2 separate regions of the Mus musculus genome follow, and region 1 is linked to region 2. The links are chromatin contacts, called in public Hi-C maps. All regions are on one chromosome and are shown on one strand. Each heading gives the region's core, a stretch centred on a gene start, on an enhancer-like site or on the middle of the called end of the contact. The rest is flanking DNA. Distances are from core to core; before and after follow the strand shown. Region 1 overlaps Gm39654 (a long non-coding RNA gene). Region 2 has its middle 35 kb from the start of Gm13749.

Region 1 (6,598 bases), core at 929-3,428, 250 kb after region 2:
TGTGTTTAGGTTGAAAAAAAAATCATTCAAAGGGTAATTTTTATGACCAGTTAATTTGAGTGACTGTGATAGGTTTTTGTTTTTTGTTTTTTGTTTTTTTGTTTTTTGTTTTTTTTTTTTGTTTTTTGTTTTTTTGTATTTTTTGCTGTGATAAAATAGTCTGACAAAACCAACTTAAGGGAGGAAGGATTTGTTTGGGCTCACAGTTCAATGAATGCTCATCTTGATGGGGAAGTCAGATCAGCAAGATCTTCAGGACTCTGGTACAGTGTGTCCACAGGAAGGAGAGGACTAAAAAGGCTGTCCTCTGCAGTTAACCTCAGTTAACCCATTCAAGGCAGTGCCCCACAGGCATGCTACCCTAACCTAGATGATTCTTTACAGGCATGACCAGAGGCTCATCCCCAAGATGATTCCTGGCATCAAATTGACAATTGAGATTACCCATCCCAATTCTGGCCCAGAAGGTTACACACCCTAAATGTGCAGCAAATGCATACTCAATTTAATTGTTCCAAGGACAGTCCACTGCTGTAGAGGTCAAGGTGTAAAAGGATCCTTTGGAAGGTCATCTCATTCCATCTCATTCTGAAATTCCCTTTTGATTCTCATTAGGGATGTCCACTGCTTGAGCTATTCTGTGATGAGAGGTGCTGTAGTTTGAATATGGTTTGTTCACGTAACAGAAGCTTGGTTCACAGGATAGCAATGCAAAAAGATCATGGAACCTCTAAGATACTACTTAGTGGGAGGTCAGTGGATTCTGACTGCCCCTTGAAGGAATTAATGCAGGTCTGTGGCATGGGTTAGGATTCTCTGGAGTGCATTAGTTCCTACAACAGTGGGTTAGTATAAAAGAGGAAGTCTCCTTCCTCCTTCCAATCATTTCCATTTTTACCAGGTTACCTCTCTCCTTGCATATACCTCCTTCCCCTATTTCTTTGTCATGTTTTGTTGCAGCCAGGGACCCATTACCAAGTGTCAGTGTCATGCTCTGCAGACTTCTCAACCACCACAACTTCCAAACTAAATAAGCCTTTCCTTTATAATTTACCTAGCCTATAGCATCCTGTTTATAAAGCACAGAAAATGGACTCAGAAAACAAACCTGTGGTCTTTCAAATCATACATGAGTATGGATTAAGACAGATTTTGTGTGTGCTACCCCTATAAATCCTTTCCTCCCATGGGTTTCCCTATGCCCTCCCCAGTGTTCATATCCATAGTGAGGACTCCAGTCTCTGTCCAGCTTCTGCTTCAAAGAAGGACACATGACGCTGACTGTAAACAGTTGATCTTTTCCAGCCATCAGCTAATCTCCACATGAAGTCACACTCTTCCCAAGATAGTCCAGCTTCTCTGAGTAAAGGAGATGCCCCTTCAGGGTTGTATTGGTAGGTACTATACCCTTCATCTCTTCCAGCCATGTTGGCCAAGCCTTAGTGAGCTGGCATCGTATGTAGGTTTGCATCTTCTTCTGCCCTATCTGCTGCCCTTTCCTTCTCTTCTCGAATGCTGATCTCCTAAGCACCTTGCTCTGGAAACTCCATCTCAGCATCTGTTCTGCAGAGGCAAACAAGGACAGCTGCTCTGTATTTTGGTCTTCTTCATGAGAAAGACAAACCTGTCCAAACATCCAGGCAGATGAAGGGCACTGGCTAGAAGGTCACTAGACTGTACTTGTGGTCCTCGATATTTAGCCCTTAGAGAAGAAATAATTCCATCAAGCAAGACCTCCAGTGAAGCCACAAAGCAGAATAAAGTGGCTGCACAGGAGCATCTGTGGCAGGCCACAGGGCCTGAAAGAAATGGAAATCAATGGAGCAGATAGATCAGTGGTTCTCAGCCCACACCTGCACCATAGTCTATCAGGGGCATTTTCAAAAGTGCAAGTATTGGGGCCACATGCGGCTCACTCAGATTGGCCTTATAAGAGTCTTTCAAGTGACTTAGGAACCACTGAACCCTCCAGCTCTACAGTCCGTCCATCTTCTATTGATCTCTAATTCCACAAGACTCCACAGGTAGCCTTTTGTTCAGGCTTAGTGTAAACATTTAAAACAAGGGCCCTCACCAGCTAAGGTTAGAGAACCAATCCTTGCTCCTACACACACATAGAGATTTACTTTTAATTATTCATGTTCTCTCCCCAAAGGCAAGCAGAGGAAATAGCAGGTGTGCTAACATCCCCTTGGCCTCCTTTCACCCCAAGATCAAAGGGCTTCTAACCTTCCAGGATCCTACTTCTCTTCTGCCAGATGTCCTCAAATCCAGCCCTGAGACTTGCCCAAAGTTAATCACTGAGGCCATCTAACTATGGGAGATCCACATTAGCCCAACCTGGGCTGCCCAGGGGCAAATTTTACAAGAGTTGTCAATAGATACTCCAGAGCTTTGCCTTTCTCCAAACTTTTATTTTAAAAAGTCATACTTGGATGTGATGGTGTCTTTTCATAAGCCTAGCATCCTGAAAAACTTAGACCAGAAAAGTACAAGTTGAAAGCCAGCCTGGGCAATGTTGCCTCAAAACACACACACACACACACACACACACACACACACACACACCAACAAAACCTTCCATTGTTTGTGCTTCCCTTTGCCTTCCTGAAGCTGGAGACATATGCTCTGAACAAATGCATATCCCGGCTTTTGTGTTTTATCCTATATCTGATCAACAGTAAAAAGAACTGAACTAGGCAGTTCTTGAACACATACTTGGCCCAATATTTGCTTCAGGCTCCAAAGTACCTGAAAATTAACATGATTAAGTTTCCTCTGATTGTTTGTGAAAAGGGAAAATATTTTTTAAGAATGTGATTGGTTCACTTAATAGGTGTCCTTCTGAATGTTCTATAGTGTATAGCTTATTGTTAAAATTTACAGCTAGTGTTGGAGCAATCTGTATAATGTTTGGGATTAATGGTCAACTGGTACCCAGAGACCCTTTCGCTCTTGGTCACCTGCTCCCTTTTAGACCCATAAAAACATAGTCCTAGCCCTCTTCTCAGGGCCCTTCACTTAGAAAATTCAGTTTGATCAATGATCTTATTTCCAACTTGATTGATGATCTGAAGCCTGCAATAACAGAGTCAAACTCAGTGTCTTCAGCTCTCAAGAACCAATGGGCCAATACCTGATACCCCTTCCACAGATGAGCCAGAGATAACCCATGCAATCGTATATATGTTCAAAAGAATATGTGGTATTAATTTGCTCTGCAAGTGACTTTATGTTGTATATATGATCTATATAATCTAGCAGTTTTCTTTGTTTATTGTTGTTGTGGTTGTTTGGTTTTTCGAGACAGGGTTTACTGGAACTCATTCTGTAGAACAGGCTGGCCTTGAACTCAGAAATCTGCCTGCCTCTGCCTCCCAAGTGCTGGAATTAAAGGCATGTGCCACCACTGCCCAGAGATCTAGCAGTTTTCAATCAACAACACATAACTATCCTTCTCTTCAATAAATAATCATTCACTGGAACACACATATATTAAGAGTTTAGACCATAAGTAGCAGCTAAAAGAATTTTCATTGAGGAGTTACCAACACCAAAATCAAGAAATAAAACGTTACTAGCATATACACACACCACTTCATGCCATGCACTCTGGTCGAGTCAGCTTGACAGGCTGAGAGGCTTGGAAGCTACTCATGAGGCAAAGAGTTTCACGGAAACTCACCTCCTGGAGTCTGGCGTCCTCTCTAACCCATACATTAATATTCCATTCCCGCGTTAGTCTAGTGTATGGATCCTCGTGCTCTCTTTTAGTATTATCCTATTATAAGTGCCTTTTAAGATTGAATTCTGACATAGCTAAGCCTTCACCAGTGTTCCAACAGTCCTAGAAAGTCCTTGAGCAGACCATGGGCTTGGAATTCAGTAAGAATGTTGCTTTTCAGTGACATTCAGAATTGCCTCTGGTATTACACTATCACTTTGAATAAAAGCTAAGTCACTGCCCTACACAGGAATTTACCATCTTCTAGGAAGAAGGAAGTTTGAGACCTAAAGAGGAACCAGAATAGATACTTAGAACTATAGATAGCTGAGTTACACCCATACACATGTATTTACAATGGCCTAAGGGAAAGGTGGACTATACAATAGACTAAAATAGGAACTATGGCAAGGGTACGAAGCCCTTGACCCTGGCTTCTAAGATTAAGTGAATCTTAGGTGGAGCTCTTGTTGATCCCAGTTGTTAACAATGAATTCTATCCCAGGTGGTTCCTGTTAGACCTTCTGTGTTTGGATTCCTCTGTTTTGTGTAAGAATCCAGTAACCTCTTTGTACCTTGCTGGTGTGTCACCCAACTTCCCTATTTTCTTCTGTATAAAAAGTTTGATGCTCGATTTGACATTACATTCAGATTCTACACAACCTCTCCTGTGTGCATCTGTCTGTCATCTCATCCGATGCTTTGCCCACCTGCCCCAGAGACCCGTTCCATGCAGACGAAGGGATCCAGAGGGTCTGCGGCAACCTCACTGTCCACCCCACCCCTGAAAAATTCCTCCCTCACATCCTGTCAATGTGCCTAGCCTCCAGTCGCTTATCTGACTCCAATCATCAGGTACTTGTCTGGGCTATTTATAACTTTATGTAAGTAGAATTCTACTGTGTACCTTGTTTTCGGTCCACTTCATTTATTTCAAATTTGCCTTGAGGTGTCTCACCTGAGTGTCACATATAGGAATGGTTCTTCTGTGTTCTTTCCCATGGACTGAATATGAGTTATTCATCCATTCTACCACTGATGGACATTTTGTTGTTTTATGGAAGGGATGCCATTATTAATGAATGTGCTATACATTCACACACATACACACACCTTTCTAAAATGGTTACATCGATTTACATGCAGAAGAAAAAACATTCTTAACAATACCTGTTTGTTGTTGCTGTTATTATATGTGGGGTGGGGTTAACTCATTCTGGCCATCTGCAATGGTTAATTTTTGTTGTTTATTTGGTTGGATCTGGAATGAGACATGCCTTCGGGGATCTCTAAGGGTGCTTCCTGAAAGATTTTACTGTGAGCCTAAATTCTTCCCCAAGGGAGAATGGCACCACCCTCAAGCATCCCAGATAGGAAGAGATAGAAAGGGAAAGCTGCGTTCTATGCCTTCCTGCCTTGTTCCTTGCTGGCAAGTGCACCTACTCTATTATTGCTGCTGCTGCCATCTTTCACTGACATAAGAACCTATCTTCTTTGACCTTCCAACATGGACTGAAAGCTGACGATGCTCCAGGAAACCTCCAGGTCTTCAGTGCCAGATTGGGACTACTGAGACATTTAGCTTCATTATGTGAGCAGCTATTGGCTTCTCAGCCTCTCCAGTGTGCAAAAAGCCAGTGCTGGATCACTCAGAAAATAGCATGGAAGCCAAGTTAGTAAGTCTCCTTTGTAATAATCATCTCATCACTCTGTTCCACTAGAGAACCCCACAAAAGTATCTCACTATGGGTGAGTGTGTGTGTGTGTGTGTGTGTGTGTGTTCCACCAAGACAATGTGGTATTTGCATAGCATAAAGAATTTTTTAAAAAAAGATAACTCCCACAATTATATGCTTATTTGGTTTATGGTCATCATTTTTGGTCAGAAGCAATATTCATATGAAAAAAATTAACTTAAGTCCCACCTTAACCCATAGTCAAAATATATTTCAGGTACTGCATAGACTGTAGATTACAATGTGAAAAGTAAAATAATTTTTAAGAAAGTAAAAAATAGTATTTTAATGACGTGGGAATGGAAATATTTCATAAATAGGGTTTTTAAAAGTACTGTAACAAATGATCAAGTGAAATACAATCACGTGCTACACAGTAACATTTGATCAAAGAGAGTTTGTATGACATTATGACAAAGCATAAGTGTCAAAGGAACTTGGGGGTTTGCTTCACTTGCTTTGCTCCCAAATAAATGCAAGGTGTTTCTATGCCCACTTTAGCCTGTTTTAGCTCCTGAGTAAATGACACAGAGACCTGGTATTTTTGTTAACAAAGCTAGGCAGGTTTCGAGCTATTCTAACCTGACTGATCTGCCTATTTCCTAGCCACATGGTCCTTAACCTGCATCTGAGTCTTGCCCTGGCTTGCTCTGGTCCATGTGTGTCCTCATAGATGCTCTATCATAGTGACCTCATGGTGAATCCTCCTGGTCCCTCCACATGATCCTCCATGCCTTCTTCTCTTTCTTTCCCTTCTCCCTTCTCCTCTCTTCTCTTTTCTTCTCCCTTCTCTCGTCTCCCTTTTCCTCCCTTCTTCCTTCTCTTTCTCTCCTCTCTTTCTTACTAGTCTCTTTGAAACTCCCTTGCTGGGTTCAGATGCCTCTCCCCTCTATTCTCTCCTGCTCAGCCATAGGCTGACCAGCTCTTTATTAACCAATCAGAGATGATGGGAAACAATTTTTACACAACATTGAGACCAGAGATGATGTCCAACTAGACAACAAACAGATGTCTTGGCATAGAAATCTGAGTATACAGTACACAACGCCATCCTCTGACACATAAGCATACAATAGACTACAATACCCAAGATGGTAAAAAGCAAATAATCTGCACACAACAAAATCACGGACATTTC
Region 2 (6,075 bases), core at 2,543-5,042:
ATATTAAGTGGGAAGTTCTAGAAATAAGCAATTTTTGAATTGTGGTTGTGATGAAGTTTCCTACTGTCTGGCCTCTTCCTACCTGAATACACCATGGTTCAGCACACCTAAAGGTGTGTGTGTGTGTGTGTGTGTGTGTGTGTGTGTGTGTGTGTTTGTGTGTGTTACCTATCCATTAGCCAACTGGGAGCTGTCTCTGTTGTCAGACTGACTGCCCTGGATAACACAGGGCTTCTGCCCAAGAATGTTTTATTTCATTTAATAATGGCCTCAAAGAATTAGAATAATGTGGCTTGCAATTCTACTGTAGTCCATTGTTTTAATGTTCTATTATCATTAGTTCCTATCAGTAATCTCTTGCTCTGCCTAATTTATAAACTAAAGCTTATCATATATACATGTACATATACCATATACACATATACATATATATATATATATATATATATACAGTGTGTATATTTATGTATACGCATATAGTATTTGCATACACATACAGGAAAGACATAATAATAGGCACAGGCTTGGTGCTACCTGTGGTTTCGGGTACCTACTACATGTTTTGGAATCTCTCGCTTGGATAAGAAGGAGCTCTTGTACATCTCAGGACTTTCCAGCTTGGTTCTACTGTATGGGAGGCTCTTTATCAAAAATTTCAATAAAAATGTTTTACTTTGAGGTTTTTATTTATTATAACCTCCTTTCTTTGCCCACAGAGTTCATTTTTTCTGAAATAATAGTGCTAGCACAAGGTAGGTAAAGCAAAAGAGAAAAGAAGGAAGAAAGGAAAGAAGGAAGGGAAGGAAGGAGACTGGGGGAGTGAGGGAGAGAGGGAGGAAGGAAGGGGAGAAGGAAAAAGGAAGAAGAGGAGAAGGGAGATGAAGAAAAGGAAGGAAAGAGAGGAAGGGGGGGAAAGACGACAGACAGGATGGGAAGGAAGGCAGAGGGGATGAAGGCAGAGGGGAAGAATTTGCCAGTAACACTACTGATTACACTACCAGGGGCCCCCTACACTCTTCCAGGTCACTTCGAATTGTGTTTCAGAGAGTTCTGTTCCCAGTCAGGGAGAAGGCAGAAAGGACTGGGGAAAGGAAGGAGGAAGGCAAAAGGGAGGGAGAGCAGGAGTTAGCTGTGCAGGATGGAAACTGCCAATGGGAGACGGGGTTATGGAATGAACAGTGTGCAGCAGTAAGACTGTATTCTCAGCCTGAGTCCTTACATGCACATAGGTGGCAGCGCATGACAGGCCTATGACTTCAGAAATGATTTGCAGAGCCAGTGTTATCTATCTGTAATGTCAGCATTTACCATGTGTTTCTCATTGGAGAATATCAATTCTCTGTTTTCCTAATTGATTCCAGTAACATAGATACCCAGAATGCTGTATACCCCTCACTGATTGCTGGGCAAACATTATTGAAATGTCAATATTTGCTCTTTTTCCTAGAACATCATTGTCAAAGGCTGCAAATCATTTGGGGGCACATCTCTGATATTTAATGTATGGAGAGTGCTGATCAAAACTATTTTTTTAATTCTTCTTCATGCTTTCTCTGGTCATTTACCAGCCATCATTGCTGTTCAGAAATGTTCCTCTTAATTCCTACCAACAATACCTGCTACAAAACCCAACTTCCATCTGTGCTCACAAGCCTTATGAGAGAGAACTGAGAGCATCTCTGTGCACTGACAGTCTAGATCCTTACTCCTTGTCAGTGCGTAGGAAAGGGCAGTTCACTTGGCTATCTCACTACTTGGCCCTCCATCTCACTGAGCTTGAGTAAAATATCCATCAAAAGCCACACCAACTATCACAGGGCTTCATTACTGCGATGGTAACCACATACAACATACATCTTGTTCCATACAACATACATTGGGACGATCTTGTTCCCATGGCAATCGAGTATGCAATCCCTTTCTCATGTTTTGCTTTGCCTTAGAGAAAAGGGACTTTGTCTTGGCACAGTTGGTGACCTTTTACTAGGACATGTTCCATGACTCATCTGGAAGGATTCCCCTCCCGCAGTGCCCCCTATACACAAACACACACTTATTTGCAGGTACTTGAACAGTGGGACTCTAATGTTTGGTTTCTTCTGGAAACTCTCCCCTAGTTTAATTTTTTGAAGCCTGTGTCCTGCTATCTCATTAAATTACCATGTATTATTCTGGACATGAGTGGTACCACTTTTTTCACATTATTTTCCTGTTCCCACTGGGAAAGAATTCTTGACTTGGAATCAGATCACATCACTGGTGTATTACACGGGTCGTGGAAAGAAGAGCCTCAGCTTTCTGCCCTCCTGTCCTTCCCCACCACAATACCTCTGAAAATACTGCAATGGCTTTATTCTTCCCAGCTAGGTTGGTGGCCATCGGGGTGCTTTGACCAATAAAAGGACCTGTGATGTTTCTCAGATGTGATGTGACACGCCAGCCAGTCACATTTCTGATTAGCTATCTCGGGGCCACCTACACTTTCAGTTTGTTTCCAATTGTGTTTCAGATAATGCCGTTCCCAGTTAGGCAGATGATCACTGTAATTTCTGGTAATGAAATGGCTAGGGAGCCCGGCCTGGGCTGGGAAGAGAGCCAGAGCCCAGCGCTTTGTGAGAAACTGTGTTATGGCCTAGGACAGAGAGATGAAGCCAAGATGCTGGTTGGGCAATTACAGCACAGATGAGCTTGAATCTTGAATCTTGATCGACTGCCCACTTATACTTACGACTGGTAACATTTAGAAGAGACAGCCCTCTATGAAAACAACTCTGTAGAGAAGGCAAAGATACTTGCTATTTTTCTCTTTAATGCACCAAAGAATCACAGTTGGGCTTCCACAAATGCAAAATTACTTTCATTCACCATGAACAGTAATGGCTTCATACAGCCAGCATGGGCAAGTTAAGAATGGAGCCTTTGAGCAAGTGCTATGGTCGGAATCCAAAATGTCCCACCACAAGCTCATGTTTTCAATGTTTGGTTCCCAGTTGGTGGCACTGTTTGGAGAGGTTCTTAGGAACTTGGGGGAAGGCTTCTTTGGAAGTTCTGGCTGGCCCCTGATTCCTGCCTTTTTCTCGTCTTCTGGGCCAAGATGAGACTAGACTCCTAAAGACTCTCACAACCATGAGCTGAGATGTCCTTCCATGATGATCTGAAAGCCTAGAAAACCGTGAGCCAAAATGAATCCTTGCTCCTTTTAATTGTTTTTGCCAGCAATTTTGGTCACAAAGAAGCAATTATTACTGTGAGTTTTCAATATGCATATTGTAATACACACATTTTAATTCATGATTGTGAGAACTTTCTAGAAGGAAGAGAAGAAAAAGAAATAGCACAAAAAGGGATTGTCAGCTTTGTGCTTCATTCTTCCTTACATCTTATACCTCAAATATAATCACATTTGTTCAAATGCCCATCTCTTTAGACAGTCCAGTGAAATACTGAAACCAAGATCTAGGTGGCCTCCTTCTGACATCTGAAGTATGTCATTTAGTAATGTCACCCAACCACAGCTATGAAGAGCTTCAAGGTAGCCATCCACCTCTGTTGAGTTTGTTGATGTGGAGGAAGTGGCACGTGTTTCCCTGTTTCACTCTTGCCAGGCTGCAGGCTGGTTTCAGTCAAGATAGAGAGAGAGAGAGTCCAGGGCCAGGAGAAGTCTGTCTGCCTTAGCTAGAAGTTTATAGTAATGGCCATGTGTCCTCTGTGCCTCTAGCTGCCTTCCTGCCGACCCTGGATTCTGTAACACTGCCTTTCTCTGGGCTTTTCCAGGTCTAAGTGGGGCAACAGCCTCTACTCTGGTTAACTTCTGAGTTGAATCACCACTTCCTGTGTGGCTTCTCCTCTCTTCTACCCCCTATGCCTCTCCTCTCCTTCCACCCCACCCCCACCCCGTACTGCGAATCCTGGCACTGATACTTAGAAGGGATCCAACTTTTCTAGATTGACCCTATCACTGCCTAGAGTGTCACAGCTCCAGATTAAATCTTTAATCCAATGTCAAATGAACTCATCAAAGATTAAAATGATAGGAGAGAAACAGGAGGGATAGCTAGCATCAGCAACTCAACTGTGCTTTGCAGTGTCCCTACTGCAGCCAGTGGCAACAGCTCAGCACATCACTCATATTAGCCAATCAAATTCTCTCAAAGCATTCTGAGCTGAGCATCACAATTACCATCCTCATTTCTAAAACTTTGTTACATATTAATTGTAAAAAACACTAGGTCCATTCTAGGTCATTTTTTATTTGAGTAGATTAATTATATAATATAACAGGTTTCGTTGTGATATCTTTATACATATACACAGAGCACTTTGATTATACCCTGTTCCTCCCCATGTTGTCTGTCTCTTATCCCTTTTTATCAATGGGGATATCAAGACAGAGAACGTTTAAGTAACTTGACCATGGTCATAGGGGTACCAAATGTCAACCCACTGCTTTGAAAGCATGTTCACTTAGTGCCTTTAGCTTGTAACCCTTCTATTCCAGTTTTCTTTCTGTTGCTGTGATAAAACAGCATGACTAAAAGAAAGGTGGGGTGGAAAAGGTTTTTTTTTTACACCTTACAGATTATTGTCAATAACTGAGAAAAGCCAAGTCTAAAGTTCAAGGCAAGAACCTGGAAGTAAGAACTGAAGCAGAGACTGTGGAGGGTGGAGGCTTGTTTCTTCTTCATGGTTTGCTCAGTTTGTTTTCTTATACCACACAGGACCACCTGCCCCAGCCAGGTAAACACCTTAGTGGATGCCCCTACAGGCTTGCCTACTGGCAATCTTACGGAGGTAATCATTCAATTTAGGTTCCCGATGACTCTAGCTTATGTCAAGTTGACAAAAATGACCTAACCAGCACATCTGTGTCACACTGACTGAAGACTCTAACAACATCCCACACCTGTGTTGGGAAGGCACGAGCCCTGAAGAGAGTGGCCCTTAAGGCAGTGTATTTTTGAATAATGCTCTCTAAACCTTTAAGGGCATCCCCTCTGCTTAGAGACATTAAAATGTATATTTTCTACATTTCAAGACATGCAGGAAAGAACAAACGTTGACAGCTGAGGAGACAACTACAACTAGCCTTCCTCGGATGCAGCGAGGGATGAGAAAGCTGCCTTCTGCGCAGCCCTCTGTGCAGGTGGTGTGGTCTGGAGATGGCAGTGTTCTCTGGCCTGATGAGCTCTGCTTCAGCTGGTGCCACAGAGCGGCTTCTGGAAAGGGTGGAGGCTTTGGTCCACCGTACCTAAAGGCTGAGGGTAGAGTGGCAGAGAATATTAATAATGGCAAAAGAAGAAAACTCCTTAATTGGAGGAGGGGAAATACTGCAAACAAAGGGAGACCCAAGTGGCATTCTTCCCACCGGCTCCCCGCCCCTTTTCTTTTCCATAAACATTTTTTAAGAAGACGGATTTGTCAAAGGATCTCTTTCTCCCTTTATCAGTCTTTCTCTTTCCATAAATGTATATGGATTCCATATATAAATGCTATGAGCTCTATGGTCTGCTTTTTTGAGACCTATTGACTTAAGCCAAAAAAAAAGGTATTGGAAACATAAGGCAGAGCTCGGAAATCTACAGGGGAGGAAGCAGGCAAGAGAAGGTTAAGACTCTCATCGTGGATTGGAACTCGATTTATGGCATGGATCAACTTCATGTTCCTCTCAGGATCTGGTTTTGAGAAAACGGAATGACAATCTGCCAAGAACAGTATCTAAAATGGCCATGTAGTGTATTGCCATGCCGCCTGGGCCTCTGGGGACAGGTGTAAGCTCCCTACTTGTTGGGAGTGTGGGAGTAGCCTTCATTCTAAGTGTGTGCTCAGAGAAAGAATGGTCAACTATTGATTGCCCCAGGGACAGCCTACTCAGTTTATGGTTGATGAAATTCTTTGAGTTTAAAAGGAAAAAATTCTACTTCCTTCTAATTGCTCTTTGCTGTCAATCCTATTCATAGATGCTGGCAATGAGAGGGAACCTAGAACCATCACAGCCTGGCCCGTTACTATTTCTTTCTAAGCAGCACTGACGGGCCTTGCTTTTCATTGTTCTTTGTATTGTATTTTATGTTGAGT

What was found. Hi-C and Micro-C count contacts between places; a contact is called where the count stands out from the background.
Region 1: a contact with region 2 is called in a Hi-C map of double positive thymocytes, with 2.9 times the contacts expected there. The contact joins two enhancer-like sites. A contact is called at or near these places in 1 of 484 Hi-C or Micro-C datasets (double positive thymocytes), 4 of 115 datasets of contacts at active chromatin or transcription factors (CD4 T cells and embryonic stem cells) and 1 of 9 other capture datasets (embryonic stem cells).

The regions. Positions count from the first base shown.
Region 1 is chr1:64,245,878-64,252,475 of GRCm38.p6, forward strand. It overlaps Gm39654 (a long non-coding RNA gene), which reads right to left. Exons shown (of 2, transcript XR_865483.1): 2 at 1,117-1,563. Among named protein-coding and RNA genes, the nearest start is that of Gm39654, 7.0 kb to the right of the region's middle. Within about 2 kb of position 2,179, at least 4 of the 459 cell types and tissues checked have an H3K27ac peak or open chromatin away from gene starts, as enhancers often do. A contact at or near this core is called in double positive thymocytes, where this site is marked.
Region 2 is chr1:63,997,104-64,003,178 of GRCm38.p6, forward strand. No RefSeq gene overlaps it. Among named protein-coding and RNA genes, the nearest start is that of Gm13749, 35 kb to the left of the region's middle. Within about 2 kb of position 3,793, at least 96 of the 459 cell types and tissues checked have an H3K27ac peak or open chromatin away from gene starts, as enhancers often do. A contact at or near this core is called in double positive thymocytes, where this site is marked.